Regions from separate parts of the Zea mays genome. Here region 2 is linked to region 1. Evidence: chromatin contacts called from public Hi-C data. All regions are on one chromosome and are shown on one strand. Each heading gives the region's core, a stretch centred on a gene start, on an enhancer-like site or on the middle of the called end of the contact. The rest is flanking DNA. Distances are from core to core; before and after follow the strand shown. Region 1 holds the start of LOC100282377 (Ser/Thr-rich protein T10 in DGCR region). Region 2 holds the start of LOC103641981.

Evidence for each region. Hi-C and Micro-C count contacts between places; a contact is called where the count stands out from the background.
Region 2: a contact with region 1 is called in a Hi-C map of endosperm, with 2.4 times the contacts expected there. The contact joins the promoter of LOC103641981 here to the promoter of LOC100282377 in region 1. A contact is called at or near these places in 3 of 25 Hi-C or Micro-C datasets (ear, endosperm and tassel).

The regions. Positions count from the first base shown.
Region 1 is chr10:140,410,204-140,414,266 of Zm-B73-REFERENCE-NAM-5.0, forward strand. LOC100282377 (Ser/Thr-rich protein T10 in DGCR region) reads right to left here and starts at 2,484. Exons shown (of 5, transcript NM_001412108.1): 1 at 2,346-2,484; 2 at 2,059-2,244; 3 at 1,469-1,672; 4 at 476-670; 5 at 1-390. The coding sequence starts at 2,414. The coding sequence ends at 256.
Region 2 is chr10:140,561,047-140,565,597 of Zm-B73-REFERENCE-NAM-5.0, forward strand. It overlaps LOC103641981, which reads left to right and starts at 1,808. Exons shown (of 39, transcript XM_008665285.3): 1 at 1,808-2,063; 2 at 3,533-3,582; 3 at 3,752-3,851; 4 at 3,984-4,091. The coding sequence starts at 1,998.

The DNA of each region.
Region 1 (4,063 bases), core at 1,234-3,733:
AGCAATTTTGTGCCAGCAAAGAATTGATGTCCTCCAAAATTATACAGCGGCAAGGGGGGAATAGCACATGCAACCAATTCTTCTTGTGGTATTTGGATAAACATTACTGTACATCTGCACAAAAGGGTAATTAATAGTAGCCATATTATACACTGCTCTTGTATATGCCTTGCTATACACTTTAAAGATAAAGTGATAGCAAAATAATAAGCAATCGACCAGTCTTTGCGAGTGTTCTTAAGTTTCTCTCAAGTCCTATTGTGCCTTCTCCATCTGGAACTGTATGAGATTCTCCTTCCACAAACTGTTCTCCAAGTACCTTTCATAGAATGTTACCTCACCTTCCAATTTCGCTGCTAGTGCCACCATGCTTCGTGTTCCATATCGTGCCTGAAATCAAGAAGAAAAATGGATATAATTTATTTCCAAACAGAATAATGGTAGCTACTGAAATACTGAACACCATGGTTTTTGCCTGTTCCTTTGCAGTGTCAATGAATATTGAGCTTAGCTTGTACTCCCACTCAGGGTCGTCGCCGGTGTCAGGCACCATAGATCTATCAGGTCTGGCAGTATCCATCATCAACTCTTCTACCATTTGTTTTAAAGAGGCTTCTGCATCATCGTGTATTGTCAAATACCTTTTGAAACTCTGTCCTAAGCGCATTGCCTGCACGGTGAGAAACGAATGCCACAAGTAAACCATGTTCGACAATTGTTTGATTTTAAATTATTGGAAGATACTTAGTCTGAAAATTACTTAAAAGAGTAGAAAATGATGGTATATGTACATCAATACTTAATAATAGGGACTAGGGAGCAGAGCACATATGAAGTGAACAAGACTAGGTTTACTTGATGAAACTAGAATATAGCCCATAGTGTTACATAAAACTTATGAAATCCAGAACTACTAAACCAACACGAAGAATAAACCTATGCAGCTAAATTGACCAAGTTATCTGCTCAGTTTCAGAGAAAGCAAAGATAATACACATAGACCCGTCATTTGACTCCAATAGATATCTTAGGCATCATTATAGGGTAGAACATAATTGTGCAAGTTCCATTATGGAATACTAGTTTCCATATATTAACTGCAGACGATCATGGACTTGTAACATCAATGAATAACATAAGAGCATTTACTGATGAAATAACCTAACAATCAACAATAAAAACCATCGAAGAATGGCATTAAGAAGGCAGAGCTAGCATGTCACAACAAAGTGCAAGGTACATGAGCATTCTGGTGTTTCACTAATAGGACTTTTCCATAATAAACTGATGGAAGATCAAATAGACCTGGACTGTCGAGACTACAGCCATGACCAAACAAGTATTGTGGCATTAGATTCTTCAAAGAACCAGAATCTCAACTTTGAAGTGTATTACAACTTCCAAAAATAATTGTGTTCCTAACATTCACAATATCTTTCTAAAATCCATGTATATCTTACACTCTTACCTTTGGCCAAGGGGAATTAATTGCAGCATTCGAAAGCACATGAAGCCCAGGAGCAACTGTTTGAATCACAGGATCGCCTCCGGGTCTATTAGAGATGTAAACCATGGTTCCTGAGTTCACATCAGCCAATATAAGGTTAAAGCCGTTGTACTGATCTGCTTCCTTTGCAATTTCTGTGGCATACTCCAATGGACAAAGGCTGCCCTACATTCAGAATAAATGTAGAGGATTTCTTAAACAGACAATGAAGCCATGGGGATAACATAAGCTGAAATAGAAGGCAGCAAAATGGACCACTCGGTATGTAATTCTAGAAAGCGTTTTACAAAGGCAAAGGCTAGTTTCTTTTATTACCAAAGACGAATGCTGGAACTTGACTGCGAACCGATCTAACATTAAACACAGCCATGCCTCTGCAGATGGTATTGTCAACACCTACATATTTGTACCAAGTTGCCTACTGGCACAGAACATTTTAAGCAGCGTTCTCTTCCTTGCAGCATATGCAGACTTGCAGAGCACGACCACACAGTAATCTAACTTCATCCTTCTATAATCATGCCATCATCACAAAGCTTACAAGGCCGAACCTGTAGAAACCTGACCGGGAGCTGTCCTCTGGTCTTGGCCCCGATCAGAGAGCTGGGTTCCCGCACGTTGGTCAGGAAGGCGAGCTTACCATCCCTCGTGCACCCCATCCACGTTCCCCCGCCGAGCTCGTCCCTGCCTCCAAGGATTTCCTTGGCTTCCTCCCCCGCCGCCCACCACTGCGCCGGCTGCGTCGGCCTGGACCGATTCGCGGGTGTACCGGCTTAGAGATTTAGAGAGAGAGAGAGATGGGGATGTGGAGATGGACGGCGAGGGGAGGGGCGCGCACCTGGAGTGATACTCGTCGCGATTGAACAGCAGAAGCAGGCGGTGCGTCGGGTGGCAGTGCCACGCCCATGCCGCGATGCACATAGCCGACCAGCGGTGATGGAGGTGGAAACGTCCTGAAGAGGATCGAAATATGGTTGGATCTATCTATGCGAGTATGCTACTGTATTTGCAGAAAGGTCCCTGAAAAATGTTAGTATTGAATACTCCCTCTATTCTCTTTTGCAAAATATAACTTGTTATGCGACAGCCAACTACTGTATTTGCAGAAAGGTCCCTGAAAAAAGTTAGTAATTTTGAATACTCCCTCTATTCTCTTTTACAAAATATAACTTGATATGACGCGGTTTTATAAAGTTATATTTGGCACAACTTCTTCACAGATTTAAACTACCAAACAGCTTCTATAGCAATTTATTTTATTCAGAATTATATAACCAGCTTATGGATTATATAAGCATCTAATAATCTGCTTATGGTTATTACAATCTAGGTATTTGTCAGCACCTTGGCGCCACAAAAGAAGCTTGAAGAGGCGGGCCGTGCAGGTGGAGAGGATGGAATGAATGGACCAGGAAGGAGCACTCGTGTACACAGGCCGAATGTGCGTGTTACGGGTCCAGAGTGGGTGACAGCTTAGCAAGGCCCAGAAAGGAGCGACTGTGTTCATGCGCTGGCAGCTGTGCAGAGAGTATTAAGTCTGTAAGCAGAGAGTTGATGGGGGTATCGAATAATTTATAACAGAATTCTACCTACTAAACTGCAGCTGCTTCTGTCCTCCATCTTGTTCTCCACGTCTTCTCTTCTTATGTGTGTGTTCTTGTGATCGATTGTTAACATTTGGTATCAGAGGGCTCGATCTTAGCCATTCCACTCTAGATCCTGCTCCACCCCACCATCACTTCACTCGTCTTCAGCGTCGACTCGGAGGTCGGAGCGATGGATATAAACACGAAATTGATCCTGGACGAAATGGAAAAGAAGTTCGCCGCCATGGATCAGAAATTGGAGATGAAGTTCTCTGAGTTGGCGGGGTCACGCGATCAGCGGATCAGTGTCCTGGAGGAGATGGGCGCGGAGCTGTCAGCTTGGAAACCCAAGGTCGACACCGCCTTGGATGATGTCAAGCTGGAGATCCGGAAACTGAACAAGTTGTGTGATCGTTCTTCGTTTGAAGGATTCGTGGAACCCGGGTTGCTGCAAAAACCCAGTGTTCCAGCGGGCCGGCTGCTTCTCGGATCAGATGCTGAAGGGTTTTCGGAGCATCGCGGAGATCGATCATCGAAAGACCAGGGCTTTGGATCTGTCCACACCTACATACCCGATGCAACTAAGGGTATGCCTCAGTTCTCGTTCCCACCTGTATCTCCTACTTTGTTGAAGACGGGTGAGTCTAGTTGTCGTTCTTTGGGGAAGTTACCCAAGTTGTCATTTCCTCTGTTTGATGGTGAGTATCCCCAGCTGTGGATTGCTCGATGTGAGGCATATTTTGTTATGTATGAAGTGGAATCTGAGGCGTGGGTGCGAATAGCGTCCATGTATTTTTCTCCTGCGGTGGGTTGCTGGTTTCAGGCATTGCAACGGAGATATGTTGAATTGTGTTGGCCTCTGTTTTGCAAATTGCTGTTGGACGGATTTGGCAAAGACCAACAGCAGTCCTTACTCCGCCACCTGTTTCGCATTCAACAAAAGGGCACATTATCTGAATATATTGCTCAG
Region 2 (4,551 bases), core at 558-3,057, 150 kb after region 1:
GATTACAAATCGGCCGTAGACCTCTCTATTTATAGAGGAGGGGGGCTGGACCCTTTACACAACTGATTCCGAGCTAATTCCGCGAATCTAGCTAACAACTGTAGCACAAAACTCGGAACCCTAATCTGTTCTGCGCACGCGCGGACCGTCCGGCCCACAGGCGCGGACTGTCCGGACCGCGGACCGTCCGGCCTCAGGGCCGGATCGTCCGCCGGCTCTTTTACGGTTCAAACAGTATAGGTTGCAACCCGCCAAGAAATCTCTGTTGCACAAAAATTTCTTTCATCAACCGCTCTGGCGCCGGCGTGCTCTTCAGGTCCACATTCCACGCTAACGCTAGAGTGCCGCACCAGGGGGAAAAGAACACCGGTCCAACTTCAGCCAAAAAAGATGCCGCCAATCGTGAGGAGTGGAGCATTCTCTCTTTCCCTTTTCCGAGCACTGGCTGCCCGTGACGTTGTTAGTACAGATGGACATACGAGGTTATCGACAGATAGCCTTCTAGAAAACACGGAGCAAGCAAGGCGCCGCCCCGGTACTTGAGGTCCTCCACCACCGTACCGTGGAGGTGGATGTATCATGTATGATGGATCTGGTTGATATGAAAGCGATGCCCACAGGCTCGGTGGGGCGAAAACTATCATTACACCTGGTTGACGTCTGTTTGGGTAAGCAGTACGTAGGCAAGCGGCGACATAAATTCTGCCTTCCGCAGTCGATTTGCACGATTTTGCTCAAACGGCAGTGGCACGGGCACGACTCATTATTTTATCTCATCTTTAGTCATTCTTTTCCACACTGATAAGTTGCTTTACATAATCTGGTAGCCACTCGTGGCCTACACACCACAGATATTCCTTGTTTGAAATGATCCTTAAATACAGATCTTCTTTATTTGACACTAGATATAAATTTGGTTTTCTATATAACACTGTCGTTAGTTTCGACCTCTAACTTTGTTAACTTTCATGTGAAAATATTGTCTATTCCTTTTCTAAACAATTACTTTTGTATAAATACTTGTACTGTCGGAGGTTGTAAAAGGCGTCGAAGATGACGATGGTAATGGTTTGAGGGCCTTGGTGGCCTGCCGTGGCAGCCACGGGGCAACCAACATGGGAGGATGGTGCGCAGGGGTTGGAGACCAATTATGGTGGTCTGCACACTGACAAGAGAAGGAAAGATATTTAGATAAATTATTTCGTTTATTATTTAGAATAAAATTTTTTAAGAACTATTTAAATTAATATTATAAACAACAATTTTACACTGGAGCTGTAACCTAGAGTCGTTCCAAACACCCTTAATACTAATAGTAGATCTAATTTTATTTAATCTGTAGCTAGCTAGTAATTAGTTCTCATATATTAAATAGATTGTAGCAAATCCACCACAGCAGCGGTTCAAATCATTAAAAAATCAGCAGCCCCATTAATTTTAGTCAAACTCCAGGATTTTTTTTTGTAAGATACAATTCGCCATCTTCTGGAGTCTGGACAGAGATATAATTATAATATTACATACAAACTTCAACGAGGGAACAATTCATCTGAAAGCATCACGTATCCGTAGTAGCAGTACTGGCTACTGGATACAGGATACTGGTAGTTCGCCCGTGCCACCCACCAGTCCACTCCAGGAGCAAAATCCGCAAGCGGTTGGTCTGGTCCCACCACATTCTCATCTCCCATACGGGATGCCAGCCCATCGCTAGCCGCTGGCTGACACCCGGGTCTGACGATATGCTTCATCATCATCGAGTAACTGGCCAGAAAACGCCCTTTTCTGCAGCTGTCTCCTCCGGCGCCACGCGAATTCGTGGGCTGCCTTCACCCGCCGTTATAAGTTCAGCAGGGAGGTTCCTTCCAAAAAAAAAGTCCACACCTCCCCAGTCCCCACACGCTAGTCTGTGCTGTGCGGGTGCCCCTCCCGCGTCGCCTCCCTCCGCTTCGGCATTTAGCGCTGCCGCGAGATATCGAGGACGAACCGGAGACAGGATGGTCACCGTCGGGCGCCGGCGCGGGTTTGTCACCTTCGCCGCTGCGGCGATCGCTCTGATGCAGGTGAGTCCCAAGCTCACGATTCTCGACGGGTTTTGTAGTGTGCTATTGGCGCCGTGGCGCATGAGTGTCGTCGGGTCCCTCCGCAGCGGCCGTGGCTGCGGCCGCCGCTCCGAGTGGCCGGTGTTTTGGGACGAGGTTTTGGTCATGCTTTGGGTTCTGAGCCCACATAACCCTCTATTGGGTTGCCAATCTCGCATTCCTTCCTATTTTTTGCATGGCTGCATGAGTTAGATGCAATTTTGGTTGGAACATTGCATTGTGTTTGCCTTTTCTGACAGTGTCAAAGGTTGGCGAATTGAATGTCAATTATCAAAATCTCTCGAGTTGGAACATCCGAACTTGGAAGAGTATCTGATGAGATGGGAATGCCTTGTACAAGTATAGTCAGACCAGTTTATACTACCAGTAACTGACATGTATGTATGGGGGTTTTAGTTTCGGGGATCGATGTCGTATAATTTTTGCCTCATTGGTGTTGGAGTTATTTTCCTCGGTTGGGTCAACAATTTAGTTCGATTTTAGTTGAAGCCGACGGAATTTAGTTCGGCATAGTTGGTTAATTTTTTTTGTTTCACTGTTTGGGTTATAGTAAGCTATGCTTGCCTCCTTCGTCATAACTCTCCGTTTTTGTTTTATTTTTGCTTTGAAATGCATGCTATCAGGATATATCTTACGGGTTTGTTGTAATTTTTCTTCTTCTGATTTTCCCCCTTTTATCACATATTGATTTGAAGGGAATCTGCTTCTTTAAAGTTGGATGGTCAACTTCGATTCTTGTTATGAGATGTAATGTAATTTGTTGCTGTAATTGTCCTTGTACAGGATTGGAACCTCGACACTTTGCAATTCGTGTCGTGATGTTCCTTAGTTGAACTATCTCTTTTGCAGGTTTCACATGGAACTTCCATTGTATAATTAATCTGTTTCCACATGTTTTCCGCATTTCGACCTTGAGAATTAATTGCATTCATGTGGCCAATAAGCCAACAACTGTATTCCAATTGCAAGCTATTCAGAATTTGCTAGGTTATAGTTTCTGCTGACTTGGCGGTGTCTGCATTGACCTTTTAATTTTAGCTATGCAAATTGATTTCTAGACTATATTTCTGAAGTATGTGGATTAAATTATGATCATACTCCCCCCTGAGGATTTGAAACCATAACAATATCACCCAATCACATCCCATGTATTTTCCTGCAAACACTGCTAGTAGTTTCTATTTATTTACAGGGGTGAAAGAGAGAGTATGCAGTTAATAAGGGTAAACTATGCTGATACCTAAGATATCACTTTACTTTTCCGTTATGTGTATATGGAGCGAAAACAATATTTAATTTGGATCATGTATAGTGTGTAAGTAGGCTATCATATAGATAAAAGTACATTGTACAAGCGTGTTGATATGGTCGAACTTCACTGTGATTCGGGTGGTCTAAATAACATCTAACTTATTTTTACTATGGTGCAGATCAGTTATCTACTGTTCCCGATCAGTGCGCAGCAATCCAATGGCTCAAGGTAACTTGTCAGTGACCTGTGTTATACTGATTGTAGGTCAGAAGTCTAACATATGCTTGATTGCTTCTAGAATATGCTGCTGTATTTTACTATTTTACATGCCTATACTTGGTGTTCCATATTCCTGGAGCCCTTGGTGGTCATCTATCTTACCATTTTGCTTTTGTAGGGTTGTACCAGCAGAAGGTTACTGTTCCATGTACGGCATTTGTGCACAACGAAGTGACGGGAAGGTCTTAAACTGTGCAAATGCAACCAAAGCTGTTAAGGTGACAAACTGACAATATGATCCTTGGACCTTGATTTGAATATAACATAGTTAAAGAAACCCTATATCTTTGAAAAATATTTATGATTATTCAAATGTGGCCTGTTTAGCAAGTGTTTTATTGTTTTTCCAGCCAGACACATTGTTTTCTTCAAGGATCCAAAGTTTGTGCCCAACAATCACTGGCGATGTCTGTTGTACTGTAGATCAGTTTGACACATTACACCAACAAGTCCAACAGGTAAATGTGCTGATTGCTGAAGATGTACATGGACCATGCACTTTTAATAAGCAAACCAATGTGGTAATACCACTTATGTTTGATATAGGTCAAATTATCAACCAGAAAAGGCACATTAATGAGTGCTTATCATTCACTGATCGCAGTTAATCTTCAGTAAAGTTGTCTTTGCAGTGTATGAATATATATATGTATATATATTTTGTTTTTTCAAGAAGAAATGTTTGGTGAATCTGTAACCAGCTAACCTGAACCTTCTTATTTTGTTAGTGACAAGTTCCCTTTTATTTTACATGAGGTTCATGTTTGCTTCATAGGTTATATCCTCCACTCCTTTGGTGCTAATGCATACTTCTATCTACCATCATGTAGAGCCTCTGTCAACAAATACATTTACCTAATTGTTGATTATTTGTTTGTTGCTGGTCTTTGTCATAACATTTGCACTGTATTTCCTAAT